2 separate regions of the Zea mays genome follow, and region 1 is linked to region 2. The links are chromatin contacts, called in public Hi-C maps. All regions are on one chromosome and are shown on one strand. The core of a region is the stretch at or near the end of the contact, and the rest is flanking DNA. Distances in the headings are between cores, read along the strand shown.

The links. Hi-C and Micro-C count contacts between places; a contact is called where the count stands out from the background.
Region 1: a Hi-C map of ear shows a contact between it and region 2, with 2.6 times the contacts expected there. The contact joins the enhancer-like site here to the promoter of LOC100501444 in region 2. A contact is called at or near these places in 5 of 25 Hi-C or Micro-C datasets (ear, endosperm, leaf and 2 more).

Annotation. Positions count from the first base shown.
Region 1 is chr1:178,672,305-178,677,038 of Zm-B73-REFERENCE-NAM-5.0, reverse strand. No RefSeq gene overlaps it. Among protein-coding and RNA genes, the nearest start is that of LOC103640612, 7.7 kb to the left of the region's middle. Within about 2 kb of position 3,473, at least 9 of the 20 cell types and tissues checked have an H3K27ac peak or open chromatin away from gene starts, as enhancers often do. A contact at or near this core is called in ear, leaf mesophyll and tassel, where this site is marked.
Region 2 is chr1:178,637,726-178,642,527 of Zm-B73-REFERENCE-NAM-5.0, reverse strand. LOC100501444 (9-cis-epoxycarotenoid dioxygenase 1, chloroplastic-like) reads right to left here and starts at 3,289. Exons shown (of 1, transcript XM_023301399.2): 1 at 1,363-3,289. The coding sequence starts at 3,114. The coding sequence ends at 1,822.

The DNA of each region.
Region 1 (4,734 bases), core at 2,224-4,723, 34 kb before region 2:
CAGGGCTTCCATTACCTCGTCCCTATATATATATATATATATATATATATATGCGCACATGGTCAATGCCACCCACTAAGATCACACGCCAGTTTGGAGGCCCTGTTAAGGTTGAACCAAAGATAAACTAACTAACCAATTAATAGCTATAGTGGGACACTAATCTTTTTCTCTCTGTAGTGATGATGTGCGTTTATGACAAGGTTTGTATATATATATAATAATAGCTGCATGGATGGTGCGCGTGCATATATATTTTTGGTACGTACGTAACTATATAGATCACTGACATGGAAGAAGTGGAATCAACAAGATCAGTGGGCATGCATTTGCTTGTTCACGATCCTCCTCACCCAAAAAAAAAAAGAATATTTCTATCCTACTCCTATCGTCGTCTCTGCTAACCGCTGCCGGCCGGTCAGCACATATATATACAGTATGTAACGACCTAGCTAGCTAGAGATACGGTGGCACAGAATACGTAGTATATGTGTACTTCCTTCTACAGAACAAAAAAAAAAACTCCATATCGGACATTATACGTAGTCTCCAGAAATATCAACACACAACCCTCAGCTAGCACTAAAATAATTGATCGATACGGTAGTATTACTAAAACATTTGATCGAATATAATATCTACACCACAATCAAACCTTCTTAAATTTGGCAAAAGTTTGTAGCTAGGAAAAATATAGTAGCATATCCCGGCCTAAATAAATTTATTATACATAAGTAAATTCAAAAAATCTAACTAATAGTATTAATTATAATTATTACTATTCCATGAGTTAAACTTACTAGAATTTAGCTGAAAGACGAACGAGAACGAGCTAGACGGCGGCAGTGAGCTAGTAGCAATGATAGGCTCTCGGTGCCACGCATGTAGTACTCCGTACGTATTATAGGCAGTCACAGCATCTATCGGTCCATGTCAAGCGTAGGGCTACGTGTCTGCATGCGCCATGCATGAACGTGCGCGCTCGCCGCGAACGGAGTCGCCTGGCCCTAGGCGACTCCCCAAGGGTCAGGCGCCGTCATCAGACCCTGCAGGCTAGCTAGCTGCCGCTAAAACTAATGCCCAAGGGCCAAGCTAAGGATCTATATCTATATACAAATATAATATATAGTGTATTTATATATTAAAAAAGATTACGCTGCGTTGTTTGAAAATGATCGTGGTATCGGGAGCTTAGAAATGACGCACTCGGTGATGCCAGCCACACCACACACCGTTCGTGCAGCTGTGTCTGCTCTGTGTGTGTGTGTGCCGTTTGGGCGCGGACACGTACGCGCGTGCATGCGCGCGGCGCGCGGGAAACCATTTTATTTCGACGTGCGCCGTGCATGCATGCATGGGCTCGCTTGCTTGTTTGATCAACACGTAAGTACAGGGGGGCCGTGTCTGTGTTGGTTAAACGGCAAGTTGTGCATAATATTTATGCGCACGGATAATCGATCGACAGAGCTATATATACATATACACAGTATGGCCCAACCAACCGCTGCTAGTCCAGTTTCTTTGGACATGCAGGGTCTAGGTTAAATGCATGCATCTATCGCCCTTGCTTTGCGCCTTTGACTAGTGACCACTGGCTGGACGACATGCATGTACATCGTCACACGCCGAAGTGAGCTGTCTGTCTGTGAGCATGTACGTATATACCATATATAAATTCGGACCGGTTCCAGCGGTTTCTTCCCTCTCAAACCCCCCCTATCAGCTAGCACTGTCTATTCATATCTAAATACATCCCCTTCTTATGTTTCACCTACTCTCTCCAACCATGTTCTCCCTATTTATCTTCTCTTATACACTTTAACTGAGCTATTTGACTTTTTATTATTACACATCAGCTTTTGGAGTTTAAAAAAAAATTATATTACGTGCGTTCACAAATGTATGACGCGGTAGACTTTTTTCAAAATTTTGACCACTTGTTATTAGAAATAATTAGCTCCCATTTTCCCAATGCTAATGGAGATACAGAGACTCTCCTACAAAGAATGATACTACAATCGTTAGGATTGCATGAAAAACTAAATGTATACATTTGTACACTCCTGTATTTAAAAAAAAAGAAATATGACCGTATGCCTAATATTATTGCTAGCCCAGCCGTATAGAAGCTAGCATGCATGCCCCAAGTTGTTGAGTAACTTTTATACAAATCTGAACCTTTTATATATTATTTGGTAATTAATCATGCATCATTGTCTACGTACTCAGCCCATTAAAAATATATAACTTATTAATCCAAACACACACACACACAAATAACTCGAGTCTCCAAAATTTAGGGAGAGCATGCGTAGTACTAACAGTGGCTCCGAATGAAGACATTCAAATTTATTTTCTAAATTATTTAACACTCAAAAAATTTTCTTCTCTCCCAAATGGATCCTTCTCTTCGCTAGCTAGCCTTTTGTAAGCCATATATGCCCACACATATTCTCGTCCACGCGGCAGCAAGCGCACGGTGCGCCCCGCGAGGCCGACACGGCGTCGTCGTGTGTCGCTTGGCTTCAGGTATAGGTCGACGCACCTGGCACCTGGCACGGCGACAGTACGCTACTGGGAGCTCTATATATTATAACATGGGCATACAGCTAATTAACAGTCTGTTTACTTAACTTTAATGTATATCGGTTTTTATAGAGTTTTTATCTCTATAAATTCAGCTGCGCAAGTCCAAACAACTGATTTTAATCCAAAGCAAACAGGATGAAAGTTATAGAGAAACGACTATCGCTGGTGACCTGGTGTACTACTCTGTACACATGATGGGTCGTAACTGAGGGGCATCCAGGGCCCAAATATATACTTAAGTGTAGTATTCAGTTATTTAGGACGTGTTTGATAGCTGGCCTAAGCCGCTGCCACCAGCGGCACTTTTCGCGCCGCAGTTGTGGCGGCCGATTCGGCCGCCGCAACTTAGGCGTGGCGTGGCGCCACACGCCACGCACACGCCCTTAATTTGTCTAAACAATGTTTGTTTGGTTGACCCAACCGTCCAATACTAAGCGGACAGTTCAACTTCTGCTATCTTGCTTACTTAACATAAGCGTCGGAAGCCGCTGCTGGTCGCTCACGTAAGTCGGTTTCTAAATCAGGACTCGGGACTCAGAACATATATGAATGCATATAGTATTTGAATATGTGAATAATGCAAACTTAATTATGGGTGTAGTTTTATATACCTCTGTTTTTAATAAACTCTTACATATATGAATATGCATATAGTATTTGAAATATATGTACTATCTCAGATGCAAGATCGTCGTCTCTTTGGTTGTAGCAGGTCTCGTACGTGTGAACTTTCAGAGTACGTACGTGAAGCCCAGCAGCTAGGTTTCTTTATCGATCGTGGAAAAGGCGTCCTCGAACGTGGCAAAGATTCGACACGTGTTACCCCCCCCCCCCCCCCCCCCGGCCCCTACGAAGTAGTACGACTCACCTAGCTAGCAGCTAATCGCTAGCTTGCGACGATTATTGTGATGTCTCTAGAGAAGCATCTTGTATGCATATAGATTAGACCCCTTATTACACAATGGTGACACATAATCGGCGGTCGCCTATATATAGCTAGCTAGCCAGTTACTTATTAGCTGCAATAATGCTATACGTGTCACGTGTGTGAGCTTTACTTAATTAAACATGTGATGACAGTAGTCTATAGATTGCACTCACACGCAGATCATACATGCATGGACTCTAATAGCTAGTTCACATATGCTACTATTATATTAATTGCTTTTTGCAGGGGTTACAGTAGATCCGTACCACTGTCACTATTGTTTTTTTTTTTTTTTTGCAGTGTTTATTAGATTCGTACCACTGCCACTATTGCTTTTTGCAGTGATAGTAGATTCGCACCACTGCCACACAGCACGCATATATATATTATATTGGCTGCCTCTGCCTTATCCGATACGTGGCAAGGACGTACAGGGACGGCGACTAACCTTTGACACACGGGACAATGAGTCAAATATAGTAACGGTGCTCAAACTTGATCTATTCTGTCGTTACTTAATTAGATCCTCAAACATATAAACCTAAAAAATGAGTGCTGAAATTTGATTGGTCAATACAAAACCATCTAAAATTAGGTTTGTTCAAACCATATGCATGTCGATGTTGTATACGTACCACGTGGGAGAGCACTAATGACACTTTGGTGACCGAAGTGGCACGACATGTCAAGTTTGGACACTCAAAGTGACTCCAAACGTGGCACATCATATAGGCATCCGGTTCGAGCAAACCCGATTTTGAGGGCTGTCGGGTTTCAACAATGTCAAGTTCGAGGTGCTAATGCATTTTATTCCAGGAAAAATATAAAACGATATGACGTGCCCCGAATTTTGTAATTCTTGTTTAGAAAAAAAAAACATATTTACCTCCCCAATGCCAAAATCTCGTTTTCAACCATATATATCAACATCCTATTATTTATAGTGCTAAAGTTGCCTTTCTCGTAGTCACGTGACGCTGATATGATATTAATGTGATGATACCTTGACGCCATAAGTTATAGCATAGACATCGACGCTATAGCTCCAAGACCAAGCTCTAATCCAAAATCTGGAACCCACTTCTATGGTCAAATTCTCTTCATTATTGCCTCCTCCCTCTTTTCCTCTTTATCGCTAATCCGACCATTAAATCTTGTATTTGATCCATATATAGATCTTAGAGAGCAAGGTATTATCTCTTTTAACACATGTGGTG
Region 2 (4,802 bases), core at 2,040-4,539:
CGGCTGTAAATGAGAATTTGTTTCCTCCCGTAACTGTGCCTTTATTTATGCGAACGTGGAGCACGTCTTTCCTTATCTCAAACTGGTGGATATTTAAATGTTGCATTGTTTATGCTATCATGTTACACAGCGTTATGCAGTCGTAAACGGTGTACACACGGTAATATTTGTTCCCGTGATTCGTGGCCCAAAAGATTCCTTCTATGCATGAATGTGATTCACCAGGAATTAAAAAAATCTGTCGAGAGTTCCGCGGAGGCAGGAGAGAGATGGTAATTTAATCCTAGACTCGAAACACGAGTACTTGGGCGTGGGTGAAGGTTTTGATCCCAATGGATTCGGCGCGGTTTTGGAATTACACCCACGGGTGCGATCGCGGACGACTTTAGGTAGATTTCATAGGTTCGACCGCAAGTGAGTTTTTGCTGTGCCTGACCTATTTTCATCTCTACAGAGAGCAGAGAGGAAGATGAAGAGAAAAAAAATAGTCGCAACAGGCTAACTCATGTTGGTCGGTACCGACCGACGGAGATTAGTCCAATACCGACAAGAATTAACACAAGTATGAGAGCATATTCTACATAGACACATGTCTAACTACGTATATTTATTGCACAACGCAAGATGAGCAACTCAAGTTGTCGTCCTGCTGATCCTGCATGCTTGGGCACCAAGCTGAGGAACCGAACAAGGCAGGCTGCTGCTGCCTCTGCATCTGTATCTGCTCGCCAGTCAGTCAGTCAGCCACGCGCACGCTGGGCTGCTGGTTGGCCGCACCTTCTTCTCAGATGTTTCCGGTCCAGTTTCCAACAGTACCGGTAGGATACACCCTGGACGCGACTGCGCGCCGGGGACGATGGCTTGTTACCGCACCACAGCTCCATTGAATTCAGCTGGGTTGACCTCATTCCCGGGTGATCTTCACCCAGAACTGGAGAAGTGGAAAGCCGACAGCGGCAATCAGACTAGGGAAAGCCAGGGCCTTTTTCTCTCTCTTTTAAATAATACTAAAGGCTTGTTCGATTAGCTCTCAATCCATATACAATCCATGTGCAACGTGAATAATCCGAATAAGGACTAAGGATGAACAGCGGTACAACAGAAATCCTTCACAAGCGGCCAGGCGCTCGCTTGTCGTCGCAGTCGGATCCGGGCCGGGAGCAGCATGTGCAAACAAAAAGAACTCAGCGGGGCATCCATCATTGTTGTATCTGTATTTGTATGTATATGAGGATCAGAAACAGTGGTGTATGGAGGAGGAACAGAACAGAGATGGTACATGCATGTGAGTGACATCAACAATATCACCTCAGTTGCAGCAACTGGGTGGTTCAATTCATAGCCAGCCACTGGGCTGCTACTGTACTGTACCTGTGCTACCAGCACCTCCAATCCAAACACACTCACAGTGTGGAGGTGGAAACAGAGCACCAGCTGTTTTGGCAGTTGGCACCCTCCCCACAAGCACAAAAGTGACAGCGAGTGCAACACAAGCTGGCAAGCTGCTGCCCCCCCTTCTCTTCTCTCTGCTGTGCTGTGGACTGACCCTACTACTCACTGTCACTGGCTAGCCATACTAAGCCATGCTTGTTTTTTAAAAAAAACATGGTACAAGAAGAGTGCCAGTATTGCATTGCATATGGGGAACAAGGCTCCGGGGACCTCCTATGTACGGGCTCAGGCTCCCTCTGGTAACAACCTTCTCCCTCCCTCCCCTGCTCCAGAGGACGAGGAGCAGAGCGATATGGAGGGGATGGACCGATCATCAGTCGTCGTCAGCGTAAAGAAAGAACCAAGCAATCAATCAAGAAAATCTCGTCATCAGGCCTGGGCCTCCAGCTCCCGCTCGCTGATGAAGGTGCCGTGGAAGCCGTAGGGCACGCGGGAGGGGAGCTGCACCGTGGCCTCCAGCCGCATGTCCACCGCGTTCACCACCAGGAGCTCCGACGTCCCCTTGCGCTCGTCGCGGACCAGGGATAGGATGTACCCGTCGTCCTCGCCGCGCGGCGCCGCGCCCTCGGCGGGCACGAAGCAGGGCTCCCCGCCGAATCGCCCGTCGCCGTAGTCGAACCGGACGACGTCGCCCGTGCCCAGGTCCACTTTCGCGAACCCGGACACCTTGGGCCACGGCTCCGCCACGGCCAGGTACGCGTACCGCGTCCGCCGCCCCAGCATGTTCCGGTTCACCATCCCCACCTCCAGGTTCACCTGCGCCGACGCCGGCAGCACGGCGCGCCGCGTCGACGCGCCCGTGCGCGTGTCGAGCCTGATCTCCGTCAGCACGCTCTGCAGCTGGCGCCCGTCGTCGGCGTCGTTGAAGATGGAGTCGGCGGGGGTCATGCAGGACCCGACCACCACCACCTCCCCGGTGCCGGCATCCTCCCACGCGTTCCACAGGTGGAAGCAGAAGCAGTCCGGCACGTCCACCCACGCCATCTCCGACGCGTCGCGCGCGTACTTGGGCAGCACGCCGAACCGGGACGTCTTGCCCGCGTCCAGCACCACGGGGGACCCGCCCCGCAGCATCTCGCCCAGCTTGAACACCACCTGGTGGTCGGGCACCACCACGAACCGCTCCGTGATGGCGAAGTCGTGCACCATGGTGGGCTGCTCCAGCGGGATCTCCACGTCGCCCGACTTGCCGCCGTCGGGCCGCAGGTAGAAGTACCTCAGGTAGGGCCGCTTGATCACGTCGTAGCTGAGCGCGAACAGCTCCCCGGACGCCGGGTCAAGCTTGGGGTGCGCGATCATGCTGCCGCACCCGGCGAGCTGCCCGCCGAAGTCGTAGCGGCCGACGGTGCGGAGGTCGCCGTCGGCCGTCACGCGCACCTGGTACGGCAGGTCGTCCTCGGACATGGCCAGGAGACGGCCGTTGAAGTAGACGAGGCCGGCGTTTGCGACCCCCGTGCCGCGGGACGGGTCGACGAGCCCGCACAGCCCGCGCGCGTAGAACAGCGCCAGGCGCGCGATCCCGGAGTGCCCGTGCAGCTCGCCGATGGCCTTGGGGAACACGGCCCGCCCCAGCGCGCGCTCCTGCCGGAGCCTGGCCGTCTCGGTGAACCGGCACGCGTACGACTCGGCCGCGCCGTTGCGGATGCGCACCGCGTGCACCATCCCGTCGCCGTCGAACAGGTGGTGCCCCGCCGACGGCTCGAAGCAGGGGTTGGCCCCGTTGCGCGCGTACACGCCCGAGATGAACGGCGGGATGCGGCCCGACACCGGCAGCGACCGCACCGGCGCCTGCTCGCCGACCGGCGCGAAGTTGCCGGCGATCTGCACGGCCGGGTCCGCCGACCGCGGCAGCGCGCGCGGCCGCTCCAGCAGGCCCGCGATCACGCCCGACTCGAACGCGTCCAGCGCCGCCGCCGCCGCGCGCTGCAGGAAGCCCAGCCCTTTCTCGCCGCCGCCCCGCTCGCCGGCTGCCGGAGAGGGAGCGGGAGCCGGCTGTTGACGCCTTTTCGGAGCGCCAAATACTCAAGAAGAACCGGCGGCGGTGCTCTCTGGTCAGGCGCGGACGGTCCGCGGCCTGGGGCCGGACGGTCCGCGACCTGGCGCAGGGGCTAGGTTTTCCTGCCTGACGTCCGGACGGTCCGCGCCCTGGGGCCGGACGGTCCGCGCGTGTGCAGGGGCGGCGGAAGATCGCCGACGGCGCCTGGATCTCGCTCCCGGGAGGGACCCCGTCGGGGAGGAGAGATCCTAGGGGTTGTCTAGGCTCGGGCCGGCCGACCTAGACTCCTCTAATCGACGTAGAGTCGAGGAGAGGCGGAGAATTTGGGGATCGAGAGGCTAAACTAGAACTAGACTAGAACTACTCCTAATTGTACTGGAAATAAATGCGAATAGAAGTTGTATTGATTCGATTGTTGATGGTTAATCGGCCGTAGACCTCTCTTTTTATAGAGGAGGGGGGCTGGACCCTTTACACGACTGGATTCCGAGCTAATTCCGCAAATCTAGCCAACAAACATAGCACAAAACTCGGAACCCTAAACTGCTCTGCGCATGCGCGGACCGTCCGGCCCACAGGCGCGGACTGTCCGGACCGCGGACCGTCCGGCCTCAGGGCCGGACCGTCCGCCTGCTCAATTTGGGGTTCAACATATGCCCCCCTGCCTTTTGGTGGAGTTGAGCAAACCAAAAGCAACTAACTCGATGTGATTACATCGGTTCTCTTAGGCATCTTGCCACATACTAGGATGGTACTGTTTGAGGAAACGCCCATTCAAAGCCTTAGGCAAGTCCTTGCCTTGTAATGTTTGTAGTAAATAGGCGTTGCCAGACATCACCTGTTTTACTTTATAAGGACCTTCCCAGCTTGGTGACCATTTCCCGAACTTCCGGTCTTTATTCCTTAGAGGCAGAATGGTCTTCCACACCAGGTCCCCTACTTGAAATGATTTTGCTTTGACCTTCTTGTTGTAGGCTCTGGCTACCATGATCTTGTCCTTTTCTATTGCTCCCAAAGCTATCATCCTCTTGTCGGTCACCTCATCAATATTATCAATCATTGAATCATAATAATCAGTAGCAGTTAGATCATTTTGTCTGGCGAACCTGACAGCATTCAAACTTATTTCCACAGGCAACACTGCTTCCTGCCCATAGACAAGCTCAAAAGGAGATACTTTAGTAGCCCTATGTTTAGATATCCTATGAGCCCATAAAGCTTCAGACAAAATCTTATGCCAATGTTTAGGATTATCAGATATCTTCTTTTTTATCAAATTAATCAACGTCCTATTACTAGACTCGGCCTGTCCATTGGCCTGAGCATAATATGGAGATGAATTAAGCAGCTTAAT